2 separate regions of the Ovis aries genome follow, and region 1 is linked to region 2. A link is a contact called in public Hi-C data. All regions are on one chromosome and are shown on one strand. Each heading gives the region's core, a stretch centred on a gene start, on an enhancer-like site or on the middle of the called end of the contact. The rest is flanking DNA. Distances are from core to core; before and after follow the strand shown. Region 1 has its middle 21 kb from the start of TRNAW-CCA. Region 2 holds the start of S1PR1 (sphingosine-1-phosphate receptor 1).

Region 1 (7,331 bases), core at 2,762-5,261, 55 kb before region 2:
GCCTGAGGAAATTAACAGATCCCCTCCCCGAAGCAGGGCTTCCTTTGCAGCTCAGCTGGTAAAGAACCAGCCTGCCAATGCAGGAGGCCAGGGTTTGATTCCTGGGTTGGGAAGATCCTCTGGAGGAGGGCATGGCAACCCACTCTAGCATTCTTGCCTGGAGAATTCCATGGATAGAGAAGCCTGGCAGGCCACAGTTCATAGGATCGCAAAGAGTGGGACACAATAGAGCGACTCAACACAGATGGCAGCTCCCTGAGGTCAGCCATTCCAGGAGATATTTGCAAGGTCCTTGCTTCTTCAACTCCTCCCCCTCTCTGTCCTATAAAAGAACCTGGTATCTAGACCCCTGAGAAGATGGGTTACTTTGAGACTTTAGTCTGCTGTCTCCTCAGTCAGCTGGCATTCTGAGTAGTCACATTCCCTGCCTTAACACCTTGTCTCTCAGGTTAATAGGCCGGTCAAGGGACGAGCTGACTGAGCTTGGCCTCGGTGACAAGAGCACTCGGGCAAAGTCTTCTGTAGCCGAATCTAAGCAAGGGATTTTATATGGCCAGGAGACTGATAAGTATCAAAAAACAGCAGTCAGGGCAGTGGCAGTGCTATAGAAAGAGGAGAAAGTGAAGTGTCTCCTACTTTACAGTTTATGGGAACTTGAGTGGAATTTGTGTCCTACTCTTGCGTGAAAATTGTATAAATCTTAATCACATTGAATTGGTGATTTTCAGGTCTATATATATATCCTACTTTTCTATATATTCATTCTATTAATCTTTAAGAGCTGCATACAGACAGTCCAACTAAAAATCTTAATTTATTTTTAAAAACATTATAATATACAGTGGAACTATATGTAACATTGCCCTGTATTTTCCAAGACTCCTGTAAATGTGTTATCATACTTTTGTAATTTAAAAAAAAGACGGAAAAAGGACATCAGGAAAAAAACTAATAAAATCTATAAAATATGGAGTGTACTTAATTTAAAGAAAAAAAAAGAGGAGAGGAAGGGAAGGAATTCAAGAAGGAGTCTGGCCATTTGCCCAGAGCACCCACCTGCTGGAGGAGGAAGGAGCGGAATCACTGGCCTTCACAGGCCGTCCACAGCTCTGCTGTCACCTGGCTGCCTCTGGAAGCACCTCCAGCAAGGGTCCCCAGTTTCCGGGATCTGATGCCTGATGGTCTGAGGTAGAGCTGATGCAATAGTCATAGAAATAAAGTGCACAGTAAATGGAAAGCACTTGGATTATCCCCAAACCTCCCAATACCTCACCAGTCTGTGGAAAAATTGTCTTCCACTAAACCAGTCTCTCGGAGAAGGCAGTGGCACCCCACTCCAATACTCTTGCCTGAAAAGTCCCATAAACGGAGGAGCCTGGAAAGCTGTGGTCCATGGGGTCGCTGAGGGTCAGACACGACCGAGCAACTTCACTTACACGCGTTGGAGAAGGAAATGGCAGCCCACTCTAGTATTCTTGCCTGGAGAACCCCAGGGACGGGGGAGCCTGGTGGGCTGCCGTCTATGGGGTCACACAGAGTCAGACACGACTAAAGTGACTTAGCAGCAGCAGCAAACCGGTCTCTGGTGCCAAGAAGGTTAGGGACTGCTATCCTAGATAGGGAGCTTTTCAAATATACCAGACTGTAGGCCCCACACACTGCAGATTAAATCAGAATCCCTGCAGGTAGACCCTGACTGTGGGCACGAAGCAAGCGCCCAGGTGATTCTCACACGCAATAAGGACTGAGGGCCATTCTCTAAGGAGAATCTGATTCTACGTGAAGGAGGAAGAGACTTTATCATGGTGGATCTATGGAATGAGGAGTTCATCTCCAGTTACCTTAACCTTGGCAAGATTTCCGCTCTGACTGGTCCTCCCTCGGCTCTGCCCTCCTCAATCCTTCAGATTGTTTTTACTGCTGGTGATAGTCCCAGAGTCTGAGTAGCATCTTTGCTCTGCTCCCCCCATGCCTTGCTAACTGTGAATCACCACTGTGGTCACAGCAGTCAAACATCCTTAGAACTGAAAACACCGAACCAGGCACTTTCCTAGAGGTCTCTTTCCTCTTGTCTCTCAGAGGCCTGACACCAAGAGCAAGTTCAAGTGATTTCTTGGTCTCTGCACAGCTACAAGTCTATGAATCATTCATTTCATAGCAAATAAAAAATACAGGTTCAAAGCGTCATGAAATGCCCTAGTGAAAAAGAAGATGTATGGATAAGCTAGCTAAATATTTTATGGATAGATAGTCTCAGTTTCAGGAAATATAAGTGAAATTTTGTATGAAAGTCCAACATATAAAATAGATAAGCAACACCAAGGAACAGTGTGAATGCTGTATTACTATTTGTGTTAGTGAAAGAAAGGGAGTGAAGAACCTTCCTGGAGATCCAGTGGTTAAGACTCCACGATTACAATTCAGGAGTCATGGTTCCATCCCTAGTCTAAGATTCCTGAACTAAGATCCTGCATTCTGTGCAGTGCAGCCAGAATAAAAAGAAGAAAAATAATAAAAATGGAAAAGAAAGAAGGAGATGAGACAACAAGGGCAGGGGTGGGTCATCTTTAGAAAGATAGATAAGAAATAGTGACCTTGGTTTCCTACAACATGGGGAATAGGGACAGAGTAGTAAGGAGACTTTTGCCTCCATATTCTTTTGTACCTCTTGGATTTTGAATAATGTCCTTGGATCACCTATTTTTTAAAAAAAATTTTTAATAGTGGAGCTGTTCTAGTTGGAACAGGCAGGATCTCACCTTGCCCTCTCTTCCACTCACTCTAACCAACGCCTCCCCAAATGAATACCCTTCAGGGCTTTCAAACCCCTGAAACTCCTCCAAGCATGCCCCCCACCCCAACCCCCACCGCGGGATTCTGTTAAGAGAACTGCTGAACCTTTTCAAGCCCAGTGGCTCAAAGCCAGGCAACTACCAAATATACATAAATCTCTTGATTCTTTCTTCAGTGTTTTTTTCAGGAGTCCTCAAATATAATCCCTTCAACAGAGCAGATGATACATTTGTTGAACTTCTACAGCTATGCCTAAGAGATACCATGCACACATCAGTGGCAGAGAAAACTTACTGACCAGACACCAAATAAATAATCACAAGCCTCATTATCACAGTATTGATTATATGGCAATAACAACCCTCACCATGAGTGAAAGCTTACACTATTAAAGGATTATGAGCTTATCTGGATATTTTTTAGCATGAGTCACAGGACAAACATCTGGAAGAAGAAAGCAAACCTGTTGCTTTTTGTCGGTGCTGGCACAGCCCCAGTGGCCACTAGGTGGCAGTAGTGTCCTAACAACAGTGAAACCACAGCCTAGCACTTGGTAAGTGAAACCCTGAGCATCCCACAATTGACCCACCTGGCTACACACAGCTTTGAAGAACAGACAGAATTATTAGTACAAATAATTCCCCTGTCTCTTGATGGGTTATGTCCTCTATCGCAGTAGCCAGGAACGCTTTCGCTTACATCAGAAAGCAGGCTCAAATCAACTGCCCGTGGGTGGAATCTGGTCAGCAGAGATGTGTTTGCCTAGAGCAGTGTTTGCTTTTGTTATTGTGTTTTAATCCAAAATGCCTTTAGGTGGAGCAGCCCTTCCCAGAACACTCACCATTCTCTGTCTTATTCGGGGCTTATCCATGCATTTGCATGGTCTCTAAAGGCAGGAGATTAAGATCCCTGCTTGCTCCTGCTCAAATGCTTAGCCCTGTTCAAACCTTTGCGACCCCCTGCACTGTAGCCCGCCAGGATCCTCTGTTCATGGGATTCTCCAGGCAAGAATACTGGAGTGGGCTGCCATGTCCTTCTCAGTGGATCTTCCCGCCCAGGGATCACACCTGGCTCTCCTACGTCTCCTGCACTGGAGGGCAGATTCTTTACTGCTGAGCTCCTGGGGAAGTCCTTGGGCTTTCCCACCTCCAGCTGGCTTTTCTCGAGTCATTCCTCCGCACCGACTCCTCCCTCCGCGGCATGTGCACTGTTTTGCAATCCTTCTCATTCTTGAGGGCCCAGATTCATTGTCACCTCTTCCTTCCTCAGTCCAGCAGACAGAAGCGTATTTCCCCCTCTGACCTCCCAAGACTCACACACTCTATACTACTTAGTTCGAGCTTATTTTCTGCTCCATTAGTTTTCATGTCTCTGCTATTTGTAAATTCTCTGAAGGAAGCAAAGAGGTCTGTTACTTAGTGAGTGTGTGTGGGTGTGTAACGGTACCCTGTACAATGCCCTACCCAGCTTTTGATTTCTTCCAACTCAAAAACTATGCTTCCTTAATGAAGACTAATAGGAGATAGGGTGGTTTAAAAAAAAGCCTTTTTGAGAATATCATGAAAGAAATATTTTTTGCTGTCTTCTTTTTATTCATTTTTGGCTAAGCTCGGTCTCCATTGTGTTTTTTGTGTTTTTTTGTTTGTTTGTTTGTTTGTTTGTTGTTTTGCAAAAGCTCTCTCTAGTTGTGGTGAACGGGGGCCACTCTTCATTGCAGCGCATGGGGTTCTTAGTGCGGTGGCTTCTCTCGTCACGGAGCACAGGCTTAGACTTGGGCTCAGTAGTTGTGGTACTTGGTCTTGGTTGCTCCATGACATGTGGAATCTTCCCAGACCAGGGATCAAACTGGTGTCCCCTACATTGACAGGCAGATTCTTGTCTACCATGCCACTAGGGAAGTCCAGAAATATATGAAAAATTAAAGCTGAGCTAAAACTTCATTGTCTCCTCCAGGTACTAAGGGGATGTATCATGGAATTCTTCATAACCTCAAGACTCAGACAACCTGGATACACATATTTGCCTCAGCCTGAACAAGCTGGGTAACCCTGAGTGAGTTACTTCACCTGCTAATAATAATGATAGCACCTGCTTCAGAATATTTGTTTTTATTAATATTTTACTTAAAGACATTTGCTCCGGAAGAAAATCTATGATAACCCTAGATAGCATATTAAAAAGCAGAGACATTACCGACAAAGGTCTGTCTAGGCAAAGCTATGGTTTTTCCAGTAGCCATGTATGTATGTGAGAGTTGGACCATAAAGAAAGCTGAGCTGGTGCTTTTGAACTGTGGTGTTGGAGAAGATTCTCAAGAGTCCCTTGGACTGCAAGGAGATCCAACCAGTCAATCCTAAAGGAAATCAGTCCTGAATATTCATTGAAAAGACTGATGCTGAAGCTGAAGCTCCAATACTTTGGCCACCTGATGCAAAGAACTGACTCATTGGAAAAGACTCTGATGCTGGGGAAGATTGAAGACAAGAAGGAGGGGACAACAGAGGATGAGACGGTTGAATGGCATCCCTGACTCGATAGACACGAGTTTGAGCAAACTCCAGGAGTTGGTGATGGACAGAGAAGCCTGTAGTGCTGCTGTCTGTGGGGTTGCAAAGAGTCAGACATGACTGAGCGACTGAATTGAACTTGAAATGACTTTAAAAAATGGAAAAAATTGTAGAAAGATTCTCTATACCCAGCTTCCTGGTGGTAGCTAACTACATCTTACATAAATGTGGTTCAGTTATCAAAACTAGGAAACTGACATTGGTATTATACAACAGCATTAACTAAAGCTACAGCTTCATTTGTATTTCACCAGTTCCCCCACTATTTTCGATATTCTGGCCCAGGATCCAATCTAGAATTTCACATTGCAACTAGGTACCATGTCTTCTTCATCACCTCCAATCCAAGATGCTTCTGGAAAGTCCAGGGCAGTTATTCACAACATGTGTCTCACGTTTTCTCATAAGTAAATGGAAAGGATGCACTTTCAGGCAAGGATATGATATTGTGTCCTCAGTACATCATATGTGGGAATATATGGTGTTGTTCTATTATTACTGGGGAGGTTAACTTCTATTACTTGAATAAAGTAGTGTTGGGGGGGATGTCTCCACTGTAAAGTTACTATTTTTCCCTTTTTGTAATTAAAAAAAAAATTGGGGTAGATACTTTGAGACCCTGCCAATATCTCATTTCTGACCATACTTTCACCCACTAATTATGTGACTGTCAACAGCTCTTACCTGCAATGATTATTACTGTGGTGTTTGCTCAACAGCTGTCTTCTGTTTTCCATATTCCTTCTACATGCATTAACTGAAATTCTACTGTAAGGAAGAACTGCTCCTCCTCCCTCACTTTTGTCTTCCTCTTTTTACTATGTATTTATTTGGCTGCCAAGTCTTAGTTGCAGCACAAAGTAAGTAAAGCTTAGTTGTGTCCAACTTTTTTCGATCCCATGGACTGGAGTCTACCAGGCTTCTCTGTCTATGGGATTTTCCAGGCAAGAGTACTGGAGTAGGTTGCCATTTCCTTCTCCAGGGGATCTTCCTGATCCAGGGATCGAACCAAGGTCTCCTGCATTGCAGGCAGATGCTTTACCCTCTGAGCCACCAGGTTGTAGCACAAGGCATCTTTTAATTGTGGCAGGTAGGATCTAGATCCCTGAGCATCCCCTGCATTGGGAATGTGGAATCTTAACCACTGGACCACCAGGTAAGTCCCCCTTACTTATTTCTTTGAAGGGCTTTCATGAGGATGAAATGAAATAGAACATTTACAACAGTGCCTGGCACATGGTAAAGGCTCAGTGTGAGCCATTTCTCATGTTATTGATGAGACAATATGAAAGTTTTCTGATTAATATAGATATTTTCTGGTTTGGAAAATAAGTACTTCTGAAATGTTTAGGGATGTTTCAAAATAGCGTGCCATAATAATTTGCTAGAATGCCATAGTAACTTAAACAACAGAAGTTAATCTTCTCAATTCTGGAAGCTGGAAGTCCAAGACCAAGGTGACAACTGATTCGGTTTCTTCTGAGGCATCTCTCTTTGATTTGCAGATGGACTTCCCTCCATGTGCTGACCTTTGGTGTCTCTTCCTGTGTCCAAATTTCCTCTTAGAAGAACACTAATCAGATTGGATTAAGACCAACCCTAAGAGCCTCATCTTAACTTAATCACACCTTGAAAGACCCTATCTGCAAATATAGTCGCAGTCTGAGGTGCTGAAGTTAGTTTCAGTATAAATTTTGTGGAGAAACACAATTCAGCACAGAATATCTACCTACAGGAGACACAGGTTCAATCCCTGGGTCGGAAAGATCCCTTGGAGGAGGGCATGGCTACCCACTCCAGTAATCTTGCTGGGGTAATCCCATGGACAGAGGAGCCTGATAGGGGGTCACAAAGAGTCAGACACAATTGATCAACTGAGCTCGAGCACAGGGAAAGCTCAAGATAACTGGGGAGATAAGTTTGATTGCGGGTGTGGAGTCATTGTGTATTTAAGAGACATTTTAGCAGGGA
Region 2 (6,989 bases), core at 2,655-5,154:
GTCTGCCTGCTGGATGCAGCCTACCTGCTACACATGCTCAAGATTGGACCGTGCCACACCCCCAGCTCTGAATGCCAGGTAGTCAAAACATTAAGTAAAGGTATTCTGAGGAGGGTGTGAAGGGGAAGGGAGGGTGCCCAGCATAGTAGGTATGTAGAGCATACCCAGCGAAGCAGAAGTGCGCACACTCACTTGCGTTGGAGACTAAAGTGAAAGAAAACATCTCAAAGCTCCCGTCAGAGACGCTTTCACACGGGGACATTAGTCTTTGAGGTGGGGCCAAACGAACGCTTCAGGAGCTTGACAATGCTAGACCTTTGGCTCAGTGCAAAATCAAAGCTCCGGCAAGGGGAGGAAATAGATTCCAGGCGAGGACCCGATCTCCACCCTTCCCAGTGCATTGTTCACAGGAACTAAGTCTACCCACCAACACCAGGCACTACCAGGCTGTTCTGTGCTCCTTCACCCTCCCTCTGGCTTCCGACAGCTCCTCCCCGGCAGCAGTGGAGGCACAGAGGCTTGGCTGGTTTTTATTTTTTCTCCCCAAACACTGGGGTGGTGGGTGACCACGCAAGAACACTCCCCATGGGTCAGCAGTTTCCCCTTTTAGGAAGAAGAGTTGACGTTTCCAGAAGACATAATGGTCTCTGGGTTGTCCCCATCGTCCTTCTGGGGGTGGGAGGAGTTGTCTGACTTACTGCGGCTGAATTCCATGCCCGCGATGATGGGCCGTGTGAATTTACCCGCGGAGTCTCTGCTGGGGCACTTGCAGCAGGACATGATTCGGACGAAGGCCCGGCGCATCTCCTTGTTGGACAAAGTGTAAATGATGGGGTTGGTGCCGGAGTTGAGCACAGCCAACACCAGGAAGTACTCCGTTCTGAACAGGATGTCACAGGTCTTCACCTTGCAGCCCACGTCGAGCAGGAGCAGGATGAAGAGTGGCGCCCAGCAGGCGATGAAGACGCCCAGGACAATAATCACAGTCTTGAGCAGCGCCAGCGACTTCTCCGAGCTGCGGCTGGCCTTGGAAATGTTCTTGCGGAAGGTCAGACGGCGGCTGCGAGTCCTGACCAGGGAGTAGATCCTGCAGTACAGGACGACAATGGCGAGCAGGAGCAGAGTGAAGACCGTGGTGCAAAAGAGGATATAGTGCTTGTGGTAGAGCGGCAGCACGGTGGAGCAGCTGGGCAGCGTGCTGATGCAGTTCCAGCCCATGATGGGCAGGCCCCCCAGGACGAGGGAGATGACCCAGCAGGCACTGATGAGCAGGAAGGAGCGGAACCGGTTGCTCCCATTGTGGAGCTTCATCTTCAGCATAGTGATGTAGCGCTCAATGGCGATGGCCAGGAGGCTGAACACGGAGGCCGAGAGGGCCACAAACATACTCCCTTCCCGCAGAAACCACTGGGCGGGGGTTAGCTTGTAGGTGGTGGCCCCAGACAAGAGCAGGTTGGCTGTGTAGGCCACTCCCGCCAACAGGTCTGAGAGGGCCAGGTTGCCGATAAAATAGTACATGGGTCGGTGGAACTTCTTGGTTTTCCAGATGGTCAGCAAAACAAAGATGTTCTCTAGGATGATAAAGCAGCAGATAAGAATGAACACCACTGAGATCAGTTTAATGCCATTGTCCTTGTCCGCGCTGATCTTCAGCTTTCCCGTGTAGTTATAATGCCGGACAATGATGTCGTAGTTGACATAGTCGGAGACAGGGCTGTGCAGGGCCTTGACCAGGGGGATGCGGGTGGACCCCATGATGCGCACGGTCCCGACACCCGGGGCGGCGCTTCTGCAGATGAACGCTAGAGGGCGAAGCGGAGCGAGCCTTCACAGGCAGCCGGGGTGGTTCAAGGAGAGAGATCCAGGCTTTTTTTGTGAAGGTTTTCTTAAGCTGGAGAGGGCCTCGGAAACCACAGCCTTAAACAAATCACAAAGAGCAGAGAGTCAGGGAAAAAGCCACAGCACATTGGCATAATTCATTCTAGCGAAGGCATTGCTCCAATTTTCTTGTTGATTTGTTTTAAGGAAACTTGGGGAGAGCGCAGGGGGGAAGGATTTAAAAAAAAAAAAAAAACATCAAACTCTCATTTCTTGGGGGGAAAAAGGAAGAAGGGTGAGAGAGAGAAAGAAAGGGAAAAAAGAAAAATTACCCAAGATGAAAACTCCGACTCGACGACAAGACGAAAACGTCCCCTATGGTTACATATACCCAAATGGAAATGGGAAAACTGGAGGTGTGAGCCCCATTTAATTCCACTCCTACGTCCTCAACACACACACACACACACACACACACACCCCTCCGCCTCTCCCAACGCTGTCCCCACCTCCACCAGATTTCCAGCTCCAGTTGAAAAACTAAAGCCTTCACCAGCTTCGCGGCGGGCTCACCACTAGCTCCTAGTCACACCTTCGAAGAGACCAAACCACCAATGTGAGACGCACACCTCTGTGCTCGGCACTACCCAGCTAAAACCACCTCCTAATTGCCATGCAAGAAGTTAGATTTGCGCGAAAATCATTTGACAGCGTAAGTCACTTTTTAGGCTCTATTAATAATCTCTAGGAGCAGGTGTGCTTAGGGTCCGAAGGCGCAGCACAGTGTGGGCAGCCAAGCCCGCCCTGGCCTTGCGGTAAACAGGAAAGCTTTAGCGCCTCCGTGAAGCAACTGCCTTTTCATTCTTCTTCTTCTTCTTTTTTTTTTTTTTTTCCGCGCAAGTCAGTGCAAGAAACTATAAAAGTACTCAGTAAAAATCATTCATAAGCTATTGCAATAAATCCCAGAAGTTTCGTACACCCATTGATTGCAAAAGTATTTTTTAGTTACTGTGGATATAGCCCAAACACGCATACAAAAAAGAGAAATTAAATTACAAACGCTAAAAATACACGCCACTGCATTTCAAATTTCGAATGCAAAATTACTCTCCAGAAACTCATACAAACAGAAGTCTGGAGGTTCCTTGCTAAGCCAGTTTTATTTACTGCCCTCCCTCAATACGTTGCCTCGTCTCAGAGAACTACGAAGTGTGGAGGGGATGAAACACGGCACGTGTGGGCAGAAGTCTACCCGTAAGTTGTTTAAATGTTTCAGGGTAACACTCAGGGTAGCAAATGCGATAAAAGTGGAATTCTCCAGACTACAGCAATTCCCGGGACAGCAGAGGCTGCTCGGCGCCCAGTAGCTCCGCGTTTCCCCCCACCTAATTCCACACTCGCTCGCTCGCAGGGCAAGTTTAAGCCCTTACCTCATCTCCCGCAGTCTTTGTCTATAGGATTTTCCAAAATAAGCGCCTTCCCTCCCACTCCGCAGACCCACCGCAACTTCCTCTATCCCCCAACCCCAGAGGGTTCTACAAAGAGGACTTAACCCTTTTCCAAACTTTTTAGTGAGCCCAGAACAATCCGATCCGGTTGGGCGCCTGAGTAGCCCAGAGATGCTTGTTCTCAGCACCCAGAGATGGATGGTTTAAAAGTGTTGCTTTGCTTCTCTCCGGTTTGAAAATTTTGTTTCTGCCTCGGAAGACCTCCGGTCGCGATGCTCCCCTGCTCGCCCGGGTCCGCGCCTGCCCAGCGCTCACTCCCTACCTGGCTCAGGCGGGACGCAGCTGCGTTCGCGGAGCTCCGGGTCTGCACTGAGCGCTCGGCATCTTGCTGCTGCCCGGGACTGACGGCGTCGAGCTCTCAATTTACTCGAGTCGGGGTCCCCTCCCTCCGCAGCCGCACACTCCAATGGCCAACGCTCTTGCCGTGGCCGGGCAGACCGGTCAGCTGAAGTCGCCGAGCGCCCCGCTGAGGCTGAGCGGCTTCTCTAGGAAGGGATGAGGAGGAGTGAGTGCCTCAAACCCCCGTGCCCCTCCGCTCGCGCCTGGGGGCCGCCGGATCTGTGCAGCTGAGACTCACTGTCCAGGAAAGATCTGCAGCAGAAACACACAGACAAAAAAGAGCCCCTCCTCCCCAAGGGAACCAAAAAAAGAAGGGGGAAAAAAAAAAGAAAGAAAGAAAGGGGGCGGAGCCTGGTGCCCCCTGGACTCAATGTATAAATCACGGTCCTCGCCCTGCTATCCGCCGCTCCCTGGCGGTGGAGACAGCTCTCCCCAGCCTTAGAAAAGAAAGGAGGGGAAGCGCTTTTGGAAACTTTTCTCAAGAAGAGTCTTGGGAGACAGAGGACGGCCTGGGCAATCTAGTGCGCCTTTCTGGTCCCCTTAACCCCGCAGCCCGTGGGGGATCGGAGTCCGAAGATTGTGGCCGGGCGCTCCGGGCCGCCACCCCACCACGACCCCAGGCGCTTCTGCGGAGGCAGGGGGAAACCAGCTCCGCGACCCCGCGAGTCCCGGTCGTGTTCCTGGGGACGGGGTGCTGGGAAGGGGCTGCCAGAAGGATGGAGGAGAAATGCTGCCCGGGTAGAAGAATGGCCTGGGAGGTTCCACCGCTTCAGCTCACCTCCCTCCCTCACCCTCATCCTTCTGCTGCCTCGAAACTTGCGGTCTGAGGGGGCAGAAAGTGGCTTTCGCGGGGCGCACAGTGAAATGGGCCAGCTGGGGGCGAGGTGTTGTGCGGGGGTTCCCCTCACTCAACTGGGCGCAAAATCAGGCCTTGTGTCCCAGATTCTAGCCAGTGGTGAGGTCTGTGAGGAGGTGGGCAGCTGCCGGGGCCCGCGAGTTTAAATAGCTTGGGCAGCTCAGGAGTTTCCAAAGAGAAAGGGCTGCCCGGCACGGACCAGCCTAGGACCGGCAGCCTGGGGCCGGAGCCCTTGTCTGTCTTTCTACGTCTTTCTACTTCGGAGGCCCAGCCTCAGTGCTCACAACTCGCCCACTGTTTCCTTTCGCTTGCATGCTGCTTCAGAATGTGAGACTGAGAGTCGGCCTTGGTCAGCTCCGCCTAAGTGGTAAACTGAGGGCCCTTCTGCCCTGCCCTTCTGCTTGAGGCTTTGCAAGACGGTTTCCACCCGATCTCTGGTCTCACTGGCTTCCCATCCAGGCAGATGTCAACGCAAAACTTCTCCGTTGTGAAGTTTCAATTAACACAGTACAGGCACACCCTGTACCTGAATGACTCAGAAGGAGGCTGAATGAATAAACAACAACTCCTGGCTTCTGGGATCTTATGACTTTGCAAAGGAAAAAAAAAAAAAAAAATCAAATGACAGTTAGAATACAGTTTCCCCAAAAGCTCTCATCAACAGCCTTGAGCCCAGCACACACCCTCAAATTCAACAACAGTAAATTCGTAAGACATAGAAACCAAGATAAAGGTCCTCTAGAATAAACTCTGATTGGGCTTGAGGATGTATTTCTCTTAAAGGGATGATATATTGTGTCTGCTCAGCACAACATAATATGTGGACTTGGCAAACTTCACCCCATCCACTAATTTATGAGTTCTTTAAAGGGAAAAGAACTAAATAGTACACCCAGTATCAGGCACGTGGTAGATTATCTAATTTAACACTACTGCTCTGTGAAGCAAATGTTGGTCATTTTGTTGATGAAGGAAATGTCACGGTTTAAACCACTGTATTTTCCAGCTAACGAGTTGCTGGGCTAGGTTTGAAAACTCAAATACTACAGATGCCATGTCAAACGCCTTCAGTAAACAGTTAAGGGGTTCTGTATGCATACAACTGTCTGATAATGAAAGTCCTTTAAAACCGCTTATTAACTATCAAGCTTCACACATATTAACACATTTTATCCTTACCTTACTTTTACTTACCATGATCCTACACAAGTTAGGTACTATGTTTTTTTTGTTTGGGTTTGGGTTTGTTTGTTTTGTTGGGGGAGGGGTGGCGAGGTGGCTGTGCCATGCTGCATGTGGGATCTTAATTCCCAACCAGGGATGGAACTCACGCCCCCTGCATTGGAAGCGCTGTCTTAACCACTGGACCATAGGAAAGTTCTAGATTAGGTGCTATTAAAATCCTAATTTTACATGCAAGGAAACTGAGTCCCAAACAAATTAAGCAACTTGGTTAGCGTGGGCGTTGACCATAGACAAGCTGCTGATTTCTTAACCGCTACTCCAAACCACCACAATAAACCTCAACCATGTCAAAGAATTATGTGGGGGAAGTCAGTCCTTTTTTCGTGAATACTGTTGGAGGACGACATTCAATGCTGATTCAATATTTAGAAGAGCTCAAATACTTTGCAGATGATTACTTAGCAATATTCATCCTTAGTGCACAGCTATGAGATATAAAATGTAGGTGAGCACTCAGGTAAAATTAGAAAGCGGTCACAGTGATTTGCAACAACGGCTTCCCTGCCAGTTTGGTTCCCACATTTGTCTCTTCCCATCACTCTTATAAGAGACCCCAAGAACTGTACCCTCAAGCTATCTCCTGGCTGTTAGCCCAGCTCCCTTTCAACTGTTGCCTGGAAGATAAGCCCAGTGTTCCTACCTTCTTCCCCACACACTGAGCTTACCATCTGATGCCCATCACATTGAGGTGGATCCATTCCAGACTTCTTATTTCAAAGCAGCTTTACTGTTCTTTATGCATGCTTTGGGAGAGCTGGGTTCAGTCCCTGGGTTGGGAAGATCCCCTGGAGTAAGGCAAGGCAGTCCACTCCAGTATTCTTGCCTGGAGAATCCCCATAGACAGAGGAGCATGGTGGGCTACAGTCCATGGGGTTGAAAAGAGTCAGATATGACTGAGCGACTAACCACATGCATGCTTTAATGTCTCTCTTTAAGGGCTGCCAGATAAAATGTCATGCAATATTTGAGACATATACTGAAATAATTATGTCGTTTTAATCTGCAATTCAGATTTCACTGAGTGAGTGGTATATTTATTTGCTGAATCTGGCAACCCTACTCTCTTTCCTAAAGTCTTCAGTCATTTTCCAACTTCACTCTGCCCCCTAGTCTCCTGCAAAGATCCAACCCTTTCCTTGTTCATTTGGTCGTAGGAGAATAACTGAACTCTTACTTCATGGAGAAAAAGAGTATCAGACTTACAAACTCCAGTTTAATAACAA

What was found. Hi-C and Micro-C count contacts between places; a contact is called where the count stands out from the background.
Region 1: a Hi-C map of liver shows a contact between it and region 2, with 4 times the contacts expected there. The contact joins the enhancer-like site here to the promoter of S1PR1 in region 2. A contact is called at or near these places in 7 of 16 Hi-C or Micro-C datasets (blood, hypothalamus, liver and 3 more).

The regions. Positions count from the first base shown.
Region 1 is chr1:78,639,076-78,646,406 of ARS-UI_Ramb_v3.0, reverse strand. No RefSeq gene overlaps it. Among named protein-coding and RNA genes, the nearest start is that of TRNAW-CCA, 21 kb to the right of the region's middle. Within about 2 kb of position 4,011, at least 16 of the 54 cell types and tissues checked have an H3K27ac peak or open chromatin away from gene starts, as enhancers often do. A contact at or near this core is called in liver, where this site is marked.
Region 2 is chr1:78,584,093-78,591,081 of ARS-UI_Ramb_v3.0, reverse strand. S1PR1 (sphingosine-1-phosphate receptor 1) reads right to left here and starts at 3,904. Exons shown (of 2, transcript XM_004002241.6): 1 at 3,589-3,904; 2 at 1-1,917. The coding sequence starts at 1,755. The coding sequence ends at 607.